2 separate regions of the Zea mays genome follow, and region 2 is linked to region 1. Evidence: chromatin contacts called from public Hi-C data. All regions are on one chromosome and are shown on one strand. Each heading gives the region's core, a stretch centred on a gene start, on an enhancer-like site or on the middle of the called end of the contact. The rest is flanking DNA. Distances are from core to core; before and after follow the strand shown.

The links. Hi-C and Micro-C count contacts between places; a contact is called where the count stands out from the background.
Region 2: a contact with region 1 is called in a Hi-C map of tassel, with 2.0 times the contacts expected there. The contact joins the promoter of LOC100191731 here to the promoter of LOC100278676 in region 1. A contact is called at or near these places in 3 of 25 Hi-C or Micro-C datasets (ear, endosperm and tassel).

The regions. Positions count from the first base shown.
Region 1 is chr3:191,298,554-191,305,588 of Zm-B73-REFERENCE-NAM-5.0, forward strand. LOC100278676 reads left to right here and starts at 3,022. Exons shown (of 3, transcript NM_001151875.2): 1 at 3,022-3,211; 2 at 3,339-3,415; 3 at 3,886-4,213. The coding sequence starts at 3,100. The coding sequence ends at 4,026. LOC103651081 (zinc finger protein VAR3, chloroplastic) reads right to left here and starts at 1,386. Exons shown (of 5, transcript XM_008676685.4): 1 at 855-1,386; 2 at 636-757; 3 at 225-499. The coding sequence starts at 719.
Region 2 is chr3:192,103,574-192,110,608 of Zm-B73-REFERENCE-NAM-5.0, forward strand. LOC100191731 (MYBGA transcription factor) reads right to left here and starts at 2,553. Exons shown (of 4, transcript NM_001137160.1): 1 at 2,269-2,553; 2 at 1,373-1,768; 3 at 1-403. The coding sequence starts at 1,762.

The DNA of each region.
Region 1 (7,035 bases), core at 1,772-4,271:
TGAGTAGCAGATGAAAGAACATACGGAGTATATTATAGAAAAAGCAAGTAGAAAGTTACAGGTTAATGTGACCATAGTATCAGGTTGGAAAAATTGGGTACGCATTTTAGATACACCATATCTAGTAGCAAAATGAATAATAGGGTAGGTTCATACTTCAATACAAGGCATTGAGCGGAGCACAAATGTTAAACAAAAGAAGAAGAATGTTAGAAGTGGCATACCTTGTGCAAATCCAGTCACCTCGCTTCATTTCGATATTTTGCCCTGGAGGCCTGGAAAATCGTTCAAGCTGACTCGAGCAAATTTGGTTGGGAGTTGATTCCTCAAAAGTGGACGATTGGGAAAGACCACTAAAACTCACTAACTCAGCCATGATATTTCTCACGGCAGAATCAATAAGTTTCTTGTGTTCTGAGTCGCTGACAGAAGAACCGTATGTGTAACTTAGCAGATATCGAACAATATCGACAGTTTCAGCTCTGTCCGAAACAATGACCTGGCAAAATTTTCACATGTTTAGTGTGTTGGGCTGAACAAGGTCATATCCAGCAGATAACTGAACTAACAGTTACTAGCCCAAACTAGCAGCAACGAAATGTGACCAATTAGCGGAAGCCTGATGACATACATACATACATCGGTTTCTTCCCCAGCAAGGTAGCGCCGAAGCCGCAGCGCTGATGCCTCCCCGTCTTTGAACAGGGACGGCGCCGCATTGGCCACCAGGATCTTCACATCCTTCCTTGGAAGAGAACTGGACACACGCCCGAATTAGTGAGCAAGACAGAAACTAAGAGACTTCGACCCCAGCCAAAGCTCAGTCAGGTACCCAGCCGAGCGATTCTCTTCACCTGAGGAGGTCAGGCCGGTCCCGCGCGAATGCGAGGCAGGTGGAAACAGCGGCCAGCGCCCCGTCCGACAGGCCGCATCCGGAGGCAAGGGCGATCGCGAGATCGTCAGCGGCAAAGGGAGCGCCGGAGCCGTATCCGGCGGCGGCAAGCCGGTCGACGAGGCGGGACCACTCGGGGAATGGAGCTCGGGGCGATGGCGCCGGGGAGGCCTGGCTGGAGCCGTGCGGAAGGGAAGAGGACGAGGTGGAGAGGGTGCGGGGCGGGGAAGGCGAGGAGAGCAGGAGCAGGCGGCGCGAGGCCGCCGCGGGCGGGGTGAGGAAGAGCGCAGCGGCGGCGGCAGTAGTGGGTCGGAGGCGTAGCGGGGAGGAAGTGAGGAGGAGGGAGGAGAGCAGCTTGGACGTGCCGCCCATGGTGCCGGAGCAGCAGAAAGACTGAAAGAGGGTTTTGCGCTTCCGCTCTCCCGGCCTCCCAAAATCACAAATTTCTCCCCGCCTCGGGATGGGGTGGCGCAGGCGCGCAGCCGAAACGGCACGGTGCGGCGGACGGAGCATGGAGAGATAAATATCTCGTTGTGACCGGACGGTCCAGTGTTCTGTGGGCCTATTGGGTAAGGGGGCGGTTCGGGCTGTTCCTATGGGTCTGTGGGCCCATTGGGTGCAGTTCAAATGCCCAGATTACTGTTTTATATGATGCCGGCCCATCTAGCTCAGTGGGCTGGCTCATGTTGAAGCAGGGTAGCCAGGTCGCCTGTTTATTTTGAGTTTGCTAGCTGCTCCATTAGCACTGTGAATGCACGCAGGGCCTAGCCACTCAAAAGTAAACTGCTAACGCAAATAATTACTATAGAAAAGGTATTATCAAAAAAAGGATAAAATAAAATAAAAAACGACCTGTAGATAAGCTCGTGGTACAATGGTTAACACATGGATAAGCTCGTGGTACAATGGTTAACGCCGTGCTGCCCGTACCGTACGCCCCATCCAACGGCACGATGTCATGTCAGCTGTATGTCACGGTTTCAAGCCGGCGAGGTCGTCCCAGTCAGGATGGTAGAATGGCCCGAACGTGTCAGCTATCACGGCTATTTAATGTTGATGACCACTAAGCAGCATGCCTTGCAGCGCGAAAAAAACATGCTATTCCTAATTAAGCCTTCCCGACCAAGATGTCGATCGAGCCAGCTAGCTAGCTAGCTAGGTTAGGTTAGGTATATGCACTGCGCCGTGGGAACGTGGGATCCCGCACCGCAGTGGATTACACACCATCTCCCGTAGTGTACTCATGCACGATACGATCACCTTTTTTTTTTCATTTCGCCGTCCGCGCGCCACAGAGGATTGGGTGGGAGGAATCCTGCCGTTTTGTGCTCGTACTTGCGATGCAAACTGGGACTTCGTTGATCAGCATGCACCCAAATACCTAACTGAGACAACTTGCTGCGTCACAGTTGGTTCGCAACGCACAACAGTCACCGCACGCCGTCCCTACGTACATCCGACAGCTCAGAGTTGCCCCATGCACGTACTACGAGATACGTACAAAATCAGTAAATTACTAAGCTCTTGGAGGACACCCCGACTGCGTCTTTGACCAGAGAGATCCGGCCGGGCGGGTGCGTGCGGATGGTAGGTGGGGTTCGCACTTCACACGGACCCGTGGACACATGCCAGCTGCGCTGCGCCCACCACGCACGGCACCAGGCCAACGCAGGCGACAACGCTTCGGCCGTCGGCCGTCGCCCCTCACCACCACGGGGCACGGGCCAGCACTCCAAAAGCAGCATCGAGCGGTCAGAGGGAAATCAAGAGCTCCAAAAGACACATGTCCCGGAAACGACACATCCTCCACCATCGGTCGGTCTCGGTCCTCCTCCCCCTCGCTCTGAAATGGATAAAGCGAACCAAGCTGTGCGAGTTGACTTTCAGGCCTGCGCTGCACCCACACTCACAACCAAGCGGCGGAGAGAGAGAGTGTGTGTGTGTGTGACAGAGAGGGAGCTGTCTTGAGCTGTGTATAAAATCCCCCCCACTTCATCTGCATGCCTGGCGCGAGAGGCACCAGCCACAGCCCACAGTTCCCCCATTTCATTTGTGTGGTAGCCGAGGACTGGGAGGGACCTACTCAACCTTTTTTTTTTGTGTGTGTGAAAGATCGAGAGCGCCGCTCAACGAATAGAGCGGTTTCTCTGCCTTGTGTCTTTCCTCTGTCCTGTGGTCTGCGGTGGCCGCAGCTGCGGCGCGCGGTGATGGAGTTCACATCTAAAAAGACGGCTTCGCTTGCCCTCCTCTGCCTCAAGCTCTCCTGCCTCCTCCTCCTTCTTCTTCTTCCCCGGTCTTCCTCTGCTGCGCCTCTGTCCAGTAAGCACACACCAGTCATCCGTCGTCCTTGCGTTCTTCTTCTTCGTTGGCTAGCCTATGTATCTGTCTGTCTATCTATACCATGCTTTCTCTCACTAGCTACCTGCTGTCCTGTTGTGTTTCGCAGGAAGCCTGTCGCTGACGAGGAACCGCCTGCAGCCCGCGGATGACCCTGCTCCGGAGGTTCCCGCTCCCGCCCAGCAGGTCGGTCGCGCTCGCTCGCTCGCTCGATCTCTTTCTCGTCCTGCGGCTTGGTAGATTTCGTCGCGTATCCACACCACAACAACTGCGCACAAAAAGCTTGTGCTTGGGGGCAGGGGCACTCCACTCACATGCACTGTTAGCTGGGCATGCAGGGCTGCAGGCCGGCCATAGTGCAGGTCACATGCATGGCCACTCGCACACACAGTTGCAAACTTGCAATTCGCGTGCCCCACCCCACTCACGACACCTTTCCCGCCACAAAGGCAAAAATAAAGGTTTGTGCGTGCAACAACACAATCGTGTCAACTTTACTACTTGCACGCTAGCTGTCCGTCAGTTGACTGCTCGTCGATGTCATCATCAAGTCTTTTTGTAAATATCTGACGCACACGCACGCACTACTACCAATAACGAACCCAGCTAATCTTTAAATTTGTCTGTGTACGTCGTCGTCTCTGTGTACTATACAGGGTGCGGGTGCTGGTGCTGGTGCGGTGGGAGCTCGAGACCCCGGCGGCGAGGTGGCGGTGAGGATGGACATCGAGGTCAACGACTACCCTGGGTCCGGTGCCAACAACCGCCATGAACCGAGAAGCCCTGGGAGGCCATGACCATGAGGTTTGAAGGCTTGAAGCTAGCGTACGTCTCAGACAGGAATCAGGAATGAAGACCATGGCATGGAGCTGCTGCTGCTGTCTTGAGAGTTTTATAAGTAGCGAAGCGAAGGAGAGTACATTGCTTGTTGTTAGCTATAGAGGTCAAGGGAGAGCCTTATCGTGTATTTAATTAGCTTGTTAATTATTGCTGCGTACTCCTTGTTAAGAGTCTTCAACTTAACGGCGGATCGGATCTGCTTGAGCTAGCTACTAGCTTTTGCTATCTCTGATCTAGAACAAAAGCATCAGTTAGTAACGTAGCATCGTCAACAGCTATAGTACTCTTGAGATATTTACTTGAGTCACATTCGCCTGCAGAAGACTCGACCGAGACCTCCTCTGTCCTCTAGTGTGTGCCGGTTTCGCGCGCGCCAATACGATGCTCAAGCTCAAGTGTTAAAGGGTGTAACCTGATGCGACGATGGCTATCTCACTGTCTGCACTGCCCAGCAGAGGGGGCCAGCAGGTGGGCGGCTGGCTTGTCGCCAACTTGTAGTTTCAATCTGTGGGCGCACGACTGAAGAAGAATGGCGCAAACACGTCGTTTCGTAAAGTTGAGTAAAAGAAGGACGAACAGACAGGCGAGCGATCAGCAAACGCGAAAGAGACGGTGAATTCACAGGGGAGGGGGGGGGGGGGGGGGGGGGATGAACTCGAATCGCTGTTCATTTAAAACAAACATATAATACATCCACGCTCTTATTACTGGAGGAAGTAAAGTACAACTAACTGGCCTATTACTTTTCTCAAATTCGATCATATATCGTCTTTCGATAAGCACAAACTATATGCAGTGTGTAAGGTGTTTTCAATTATGAGTCAAATTTTATCGTTCCTGTATACATCTAAGCATATGCCAATAGCTTGATTAACTGTTGGTCAAAACACGCGTAATGTTTTTTTTCTTTTCAAAATTAATGTATCTTTGGACTAACATTGACCTACTCTTTTCCTTTTCCAAATGCTGCAATATATTAGTTAAGCACGTACATGAAGCTCTAAACGTCTGTATCATTGTTATGCGTCTGTGAATCTGCCATTTGCATACTATTCAGGTGTTAAAAAAAGATGCACAGGTTGCAGTGCAGATAGTTTTTTTTTTTTTTTTGAATGTCACCGGAGGGGAGAGGGTCCCCACCTGAATTTTCATTCCTTTGTGGCCAAAACGCCCTGTGTTTTACAGCATGGGGGTGGGGGTTACATCAATGGAATTTATGCTATGTTACACAAAAAACACGACACCAGGCAGTCACTATATGGTGGTCTTCTTGTCGCAGCCTGCATTTCCATAATTCCGCTTCAACGCGACACAATGACATGGTTGTTACGAGCGGCGATCTTTCCCCACGGAAAACCACATCATTTCTGCGTTTCCACAGCTGCCAGCAGCAGAGAAGGACAAACATGTTGTAGTGTTTCGCCGGAACCGTAGGTGGCCTTAGCAGGCTCAAAAGGACGTTGCTGCTGCCCGGGTCAATCTGGACACCCAGAACACCCCAGAAGCGGGAGGCAAACCCGCAATGGATGAAGATGTGTGCCGTGTCCTCGGGAGCTTGCCCACATATCTCACACGTAGCGTCTTGAACAATCCTCTTCCTCGCCAGATTGACGCGGCATTGAACGCGGCCGTTGTTGACAAGCCAGCCAAAGAAGCGCACCCGAGGGGGGGCTTGGTTTTGCCAAACAAAAGAAGCCTCAGCGCTGTGTGTTCCCTCGCCATTGCGGAGGACACGGTAAAGTCCCCCAGTGTGCAGGTTGCCTCCAGTGGCAGCAAGGGGGCAGTGGCGTACGTCCGGCGCCTCAGACAGCATCACGTCGTCAAGGACCAACTGAAGCGCATCACGCTCTGAAGCAGCTTGGGGGGTCAGGCGTGGCACGAGGTGCGCCGAAAGACCAGATTCCAGGACTCCCCGCACGCTGATCTCAGTTTTCTTGGCATGGCTGAACAGAGATGGGAATTTGGTAGACAGATCATCTTCCCCTAGCCAGGCGTCAAACCAGAAAGCTGTGGATCGGCCATCTTTGATCAAGCACGTGGTAATTGATCTGTAGAGAGGGAGCAGGGCGCGTAGGGTCGTCCAGTGGTCACCAGACAGGTCCCCTGTCAGCGTGGCTAAGCAGACTCGCCCTCTGACCCAGCCGGCCCAGGAAGAATCAAAAGCAGTGAAGATCCGATGCAGCAACTTGAGTAGTAGGCAGGTGTTCCTTGTAATCAGATCGGTGACGCCCAGGCCCCCTTCACTTTTGTCTGAACAGACGTTGCCCCAAGCGATCAGGCATTTTGCACCGGAGCAGCTATCCTTCCCAGACCACAAAAAGGAGCGACGTTTGCTGTCCACTCTCTTCACGAAGCCTGGAAGCAGCTGCAAGGAACTCATGACATATACCAGCTGGCTGTCCAGAACCGAGTTGATCAGCACCAGGCGACCCATTGGATTGAGGAGAGCGGCTTGCCAGCCTGCTAAATACTTGTCTGTTTTTGCCATGTATGGAACAAAGGTTGAGAGCCTAGTCTTTGTTAGGGAGAGGGGGAGCCCTAGGTATGTCTGAGGGAAGCCTTCACGCCGACAACCGAGCAGGGATACACATTGTTGGACGGCAGTCTCATTCATGTGAATTGGAACCAGCACACTTTTCTGAAAATTTATACACAACCCAGTTGCCTTGCTGAAGCTGTCCAGGAGCTGTTTCAGTATACACACATGGGCCGGGTTCCCTTCCATCACAATCATAGTATCATCCGCATATTGTAGCACAGCACAGGGTTCTGCAGGGGCCAGGGGGTGTTTGACACGACCGTCACGCTTTATGAGAGTTTGCAGGACGTCAGCCACCAGCAAGAACAAATATGGCGACAGTGGATCACCCTGACGAAGGCCCCTGCCGCAGCTCCACCAGGGTCCGGGACAACCGTTCATCAGCACAGCGGACAGTGATGTGTTAAGAAGGTTGTCAATCCAGTTC
Region 2 (7,035 bases), core at 1,303-3,802, 800 kb after region 1:
AAAGCACACTGTCAATGGCATCGCTCAATGCAGGAAGCACACAGCCAGATTGTTTCAGCATCCCCGCTTGGTCAACCTGATCCATGAAGCTACAACTTTTTGATGCAAAGCTTTGGCCGAGCAAATTGCTTATTGAAACAGCTGACAACTGTGGTGCATAGGATAAAGCCTCTGGGTTCGCAATGAAATTGTCACTGGTAAAATCTGGCAGATAAAGGCTGTTCCCAGATAGAAGATCATTGGATATATTCTCGCCACCGTTAAAATTACCAGACAGTTGCTGATCTTCATTTGTAGATTGATTGCATACACTAGCAGGATAAATAGGAAGGCTAGCTCGTTGACATCTCTTTATTCGAGTGTTCCAGTAGTTCTTGATCTCATTGTCAGTACGCCCTGGCAACTGAGAAGAGTGTTCAAGGTTAATGACGCCAGTATAGAAAAATATATGTACAAATTGTTCAGGGTAAAAATAGGAAGTCCCTAGGAACATATACACACAGGTAAGGCATATTAAGGGGTGTTTGGGATAGCTCCAGGTTCCAGCTCTAGTGTGGAGCTGTACTTTTTAATATCAATTTAATTAGTTTTAAAAATATTTTTAATCTAAATAATAAACAAAATGACTTATCTAAATATCTTTTAAAGGTTTACAGCTCCAGCTCCATGATTTTCTGAAGCATCTAATGACCTGCTCTATTAATGGCTCCTGTTGAGTGCCCTCCAGATGATTGTGAAATTTCAAGAAAAAGTTGGTATCAAGGGTTAACGTGATTTTAGTGACAGAAATTAGAGTCAGAGTCTGCAATAGCTATCTGCCTACCTTTGCTGCTCAGGTGAAGTATTCCTACCTTTGAATATGACTACCTACGACGTCTTTATCCATAAAAGAGTAACAATGACAAGTCATATGGAGTTGAAGGTCAAAGCTAAAAAGATATTTGAAAGTGATCAAGGCTTGGTATTACACATCAGGTCAGGAGTGATACTAGAAAATTAGCACTTGTGCACCAGAATCTTTTATACCAGGAGCCAGGAGGATTTGAGCAGGTTGCTACAGGAACGTGAGCACCCTAAATTTTGAACCAAAAGATCGGTATTTACTTAATTCAAGTGGGAAATCAGATAAGTTACTGCAGAACATCAACATTTAGCAATATGGACAAATCATTACAGTTCCAGTACGTGACGCGAAATAGAATAGTTCGCTAAATATAACTACAGATATACACATCTTGAATTAAAGACTGCACGTACGTAATAAAGACCCAACGAACACACAGAGCAGGGAATCAAGTATTCGGCATGTGCAGATGAAATACGAAATACCGATGTGCAGAACAGGGAATCAAATACTGGACATGGCACTTACGTGACCAGCCATCCTCGCCCACTTGTTCCCCATCTTGGCGTGGAGCTGGATGATGAGGCGCTCCTCCTCGGGGGTGAAGGCCCCCTTCTTGAGGTTGGGCCTGAGGTGGTTCGCCCACCGGAGGCGGCAGCTCTTGCCGCAGCGGAACAGCCCGGTGTTCTTCTGCACCGCGTTCCAGTTGCCCTCGCCGTTCTTCTTAACGTAGTCCACCAGGATGGCGTCCTCCGCGGACGTCCATGGCCCCTTCTTCAGGGGCGTGCCGACGCCCCTGTGAGGCGACCCTCCTCCGCTGCTGACGTCGTCGGCCACCAGCGAGTCCATCTGTTCCTGCAGCATCATTTCGCAGTCGCCCTCGCCCTCGCCCTCCCCCTCGCTCTTCACCCGGTACATCGCGCGCTGTTAGGGTATTGCACGGAACAGAGTGGAAGCAGGATCAGCAGATTACCACTTGAATTATATCCAAGATAATAAGCATGAAAGGAGCATTACTGATTTACTGGTAGATGGAAACCACCAAATTCCCCAATCCAGCAGAGAGAGTGAAAAAAAAAGGAAGCAAGGACTTAGTTAACGGCTAGACTAGACTGTCCAGCACTTGATCTTAAGAACGGAACACCCAGGCAGAGAGTGGTATCACTGTCACCCACAGTTTACAGGAGATTTCGGGTAAAGGCGAGAGAGAAAAGGTGGTTCCGTCTCCCAGAATTCACAGATCAAAGCACCGCATGCCGTGAACAGCACGCCCGGCGTCCCGAGAACGGGCAATTCTCGGCGGGTCCGGGCAGAATTGGGACGTAGAAGGACGAGGAGGCCAAAATTCAGCACTCCCCCCACGCCTCAGACCGTCACGTGGACGCCGAAAGGGAATCGGAATTCAGCGAGAGGGCAGGATCTACCTGGCGGAGTCTCGCAGGCAGCGGCCGGTGCCGATCGAGCCACCAGGGTGGGAGTCTAGCTGAGCTCCTCCGGTGGACTCCTCTGGTACTGTGAGCCGGCCAGCGGATTGCAGGGAAGGAGTCGACTAGGGTGGAGGAGAGGAGTGGAAAGCGGGGGAGGAGGGGGATCTCGCCTAAACGAGATGCCACCACTTAGCAGCAGCAGAGTATGTGGAGAATTTTCAGTGCTGGGAGAGAGAGTTTTGAGGAGGAAGAGAGAGACTGAGAGAGAGATAGAGAGAGAGAGGAAGAGGAGGGGGGAGGGAGAGAGTGGGCGAGCCTGGCTGTGGGATTTGCTTGGGGGGCAGATTATAAAGCTGAAAGGTACAGCGCCAGAGAAGCCTATTGGGCGTGGGCGTATGGGCACCTATTTTCTCTCTCTACTTCAACTTCGAGGCCCCTATTTTCTTTTCTTTTCTTTTCTTTCTTGTGCCTTTTATTTATTTCGGAATACTGATATAATTTTTATTTCCCCCCTTTTTTTGTTCGTGCCTCGTGAAGTCGTGCTTCTCAGAATGACAGGCTGAATGACCAAAAGAAAAAAAAATCAAAGAAACCCGTATATATATAGGTCATAGGCTCTCGTAGCATTATCCTACATTTCGGAGGTACAAACTTTTCGTGGAAAGTTTTCCATGCCACTCCTCCGAATTTTCTGTAGTCTTGCTATGGTTACGGTCGACCAAACTGTTGCTGTGAACTCTGGAACTCCTCGCTACTGACTAAATTGTTCCAGCTACAAGTCTGGGAAGTCTCTTTGCCTGCTTGGGCTATTTTAAGTGCAGAATTATGTGAGATTATTTTTTAAGACGTTACATCGGACAAAATAAAATATAGAGATGAAACAACACTTACAGTTTCGTACATATTTAATCCAATAAACTCATAGACAATTAGTAATTGTGTTAAGAGAAAGTTGTCGCATCATAAAAGGCGATTATATATACATTAGTAGTTTAATCGAGAAAGATAGTCGAGTGGCACTTACGGAATCCCTTCTTTTTTTAAAAAAAATGTGTGTGTGCGGCATGCAGCTAGCAGAACCTAGACGACGAGACGGTGAATATACCTTATTCTCAGGTCGTGCACGAGCGAGAAGATACCCTCCAATTAAACGCCCAAATTAAAACAAACTCCACCAATTTGCTCAAAGCGAAGGGAGCGAGGCCTTTATTTATGCCAGATAGGCCTGTTTGGTTTGTGGCTAAATGTGTCACACTTTGCCTAAGGTTAGTCGTTCGAATTGAATAACTAACCTTAGGCAGAAAAGTTAGGCAAAGTGTGGCAACTGAGGTAGTGAACCAAACAGGCCTCTAGAGACTCTTGTTTCCTTTCATAGTAGTGACGGTACCTTTTCCTCGCTTACCGCTAGTAGAGCACGTTGCTTTCTCCCGTAGTGTAGTGTAGTGTGGCCTTTTCCCCGTTCCTCTTTTTTTTTTTTTTTGATTTGAGACTAGTAGAGCACGTATCGTGTGTATTAGGTAGAATATATACGAGCTCTCACGATCGAATGGGATAAACAAAAGCATGCTCTCGATCCTAGGTACTCGACTATCTATAGCTTAGCTTGGTTCTAAATCGATCACCAGCAGCAGTGGAACACGAATCTAGCGGAGAAACAACGCACCAGCTCACGGGTGATCGATCTCGCGCGCTCGTCACTTCCTCTCGCGCTGCTCGGGTTCTGAAAAGATAGTAGTGGTAGGAATAGGCCGGCGGGCGGCAGCTCTTGCGGACAAGTCAACCATGGCATGCACGCACGCATACGCATATACTCGCTACAGGCAGAGGCAGCGTGCGAGTGTGCGACCACGAAACGAAAGCACCGTCCGCCGAATCTGCGACGGAAGCTGCAAAAGGAGAGAGGGCGCCGCGCAGGCAATTCCCCTATGGCTTTGCTTCTGGGGCAGAGGAACCGTGTGCATCGCTACTCCGATCTAATCCCATCCATGTACATGACATGGGTGGACGAAGCGAACAGCCCGGCCCGATGTCTGGTACTCTGGTGGGTGATGGAGCCATGCATATGCATGGAGGCGCTGCTGCTAATTCCGGGGGTTGCACGTGGTGAGGAGCCCTGCGTGCCAGGCCCGGAGGGGAAACTGCACATGCCCCGGTCAATTATAATTCTGTCTCGTCTTAGCTATTTTTACCCATTCGGTTCTAAAATAGTTGACCTTTCTTCGTTTTCTAAAGTTAACTTTAATCAACTATATGCACATAATGTTTATATTTATATTGTGTAGCTAGTATTATTATATAGATCTTTAGATTTATTTTTCATACCAAACTTATTTAGATATATAAATATATTTTTTTTCCTACAAATCTAGATAAATTGGTAAAGTTTTTAACTATTCCAAAATTTCGATTTTAATACGAAGGAATCATCTCCATGCTTAATCCTGACCTTTGATCTAGGTTTGATCAGTAACGATACGATGTAAATTAGCCACCGATGCGTGCCCCGTGCTTAGAGGTTGTCCATTAGTTATTCCCGTTCTTCCCTATATTATAGCAGCACGCCATTAACATTTTGGACAGCAAAGAGAGCCGAGTAGCCGACCTTTGTATACTAAACACGTCCGTTGGTCTTGTTGGAATAATAAAAACCGCTGCCTCTAGCTTTAAAATTTATGGCAATCTAGAATATTTTTCAATTAGTTTAAAAGTGTTCTGCTTTACCACAAATGGCATATATTTAAAAAAATAGAGCGAAGTACTTTTTTTATAAAACGTATATGTTTTTTTAGCGGGAAGTACAACTAGTCGTTAGCTCTACAGCGCGGGAAAAGTGAGGTAGATAACCGTTCTATTGTCTTATTCTAGGTGGCGGGAAGGGAAGGGAAAGGAGTCGGTGCTTGTACGAGGGTTTGAAAAAAAACACATTTATGAACGCGTGCGGCACGTTATGAGTAGCAGAGAACACAACATATTCTCGTGCTTGCTTTCATTGTCCTTCGAACACTCACGTGAAACCACCACTCTCCCCTTCGATACCTTCGAAACGGAGAGGGCGACACGATGTTATATGCTAAACTCGTATTCATGCACATAGAAAGCAATGAACTTCAACAGCATTGATCTATTAACATTTTAAGTGTTCTTACCTCCAACTCCTTTAGCGGAAGGGTGCTTGTTTAACTTGATTAGTGTTGCCATGCTGTCGTTCTTTTTAAATTTTATGGCAATCTAGAATATTTTTTAATTAGTTTAAAAGTGTTCTGCTTTGCCACAAATGGCATATATTTTAAAAATAGAGCGGGGTGTTTTTTTATAAACGTATATGTTTTTTAGCGGGAAGTAGAACTAGTCGTTAGCTCTACAGCGCGGGAAAAGTGAGGTAGATTCCGTTCTATTGTCTTATTCTGGGTGGCGGGAAGGGAAAGGAGTCGGTGCTTGTACGAGGGTTTGAAACAAAAAAACACATTTATGAACGTGTGTGGCACGTTATGAGTAGCAGAGAACACAACATATTCTCATGCTTGCTTTTAATGTCCTTCAAACACTCACATGAAACCACCACTCTCCCTTCGATACCTTCGAAACGGAGAGGGTGTCACAATGTTATATGCTAAACTCGTATTCATGCACATAGAAAGCAAAGCAATGAACTTCAAAAGCATTGATCTATTAACATTTTAAGTGTTCTTACCTCCAACTCCTTTAGCGGAAGGGTGCTTGTTTAACTTCATTAGTGTTGTCATGTTGTTGTTCTTTTAAAAAATCTCGACAAGTACCCAGCGTATACTTTCTCAAATTCCATACTTAAACTCAAGTAGTTAAGTATACGTCTCAACTTTGACAATTTTAACGTTCAACACCGACAAACTTCAGTTGTATTGGGTAATTTTTACATGAATCTAATAAAATATGTGCATTTCAAGCACATTTTGGACATAGCCAACTTTTGTCTAATAACATTTTTTTTATTTTGTTGGAATAGAGAACCGTTGCCTTTGGTTTTAAGAATCATGAAATTTTAGGAAACTAATTTGTTCGAAATGAAATAACTAGTTTACGAAAAAGGCATAGATTTGAAAATAGAGCTAGTACTTTTTTAAGCATATGAATGAATATGTTTTTGCGGAAAACAGAGCTGGCCACTAGCCCTATAGCAGGGGGAAGAGTAAATAATCGGCTTTAGAGCAACTCAACAAACTTTCTATATTTTTTAGTTAATATGAACAGAGATTTTTGTAAAAAAATTACCATTAACAACTTACAACTTATTTAAATAGTTATCCAAATATAGTCATCTTCTATTTTCGGTTTCTCGCTAATCAAAGATAAAAAAAATGTGAATGGCTCTTTAGAGTGCAAATAAGATATAGCAAAACCGCTGAAGATTAAAAAAGATATAGAAATTGTTTTTTATGCAAATGACTCTCCAAAGAGTGAAATTTAGAAGGACTTTTAGAGATGTTCTTATTGGCCCGTTCCGCATCTGCTGTTGAAAATTTTAAAATAAGGGACTTTAAAATCCGTGTTCTTAGTTCAACATCGCTTCTCATTTATACACCACGAGAATTCTAATATTACCAGTAACAAACTTCAGCTGTACTTCTAACTTTTTTTTCTCATAAATCATTTTTCTGCAATCTCAAACAAGCATGTCCCTATCTTAGATTCCGTCAAAAAGATTGCTAGTCAAAGTAGGTAAAAAAAAGAACCCAAGCGGAAAGAAGTATTTATCCATTACTATGGTAAATATCTTTTAAGGCAGTT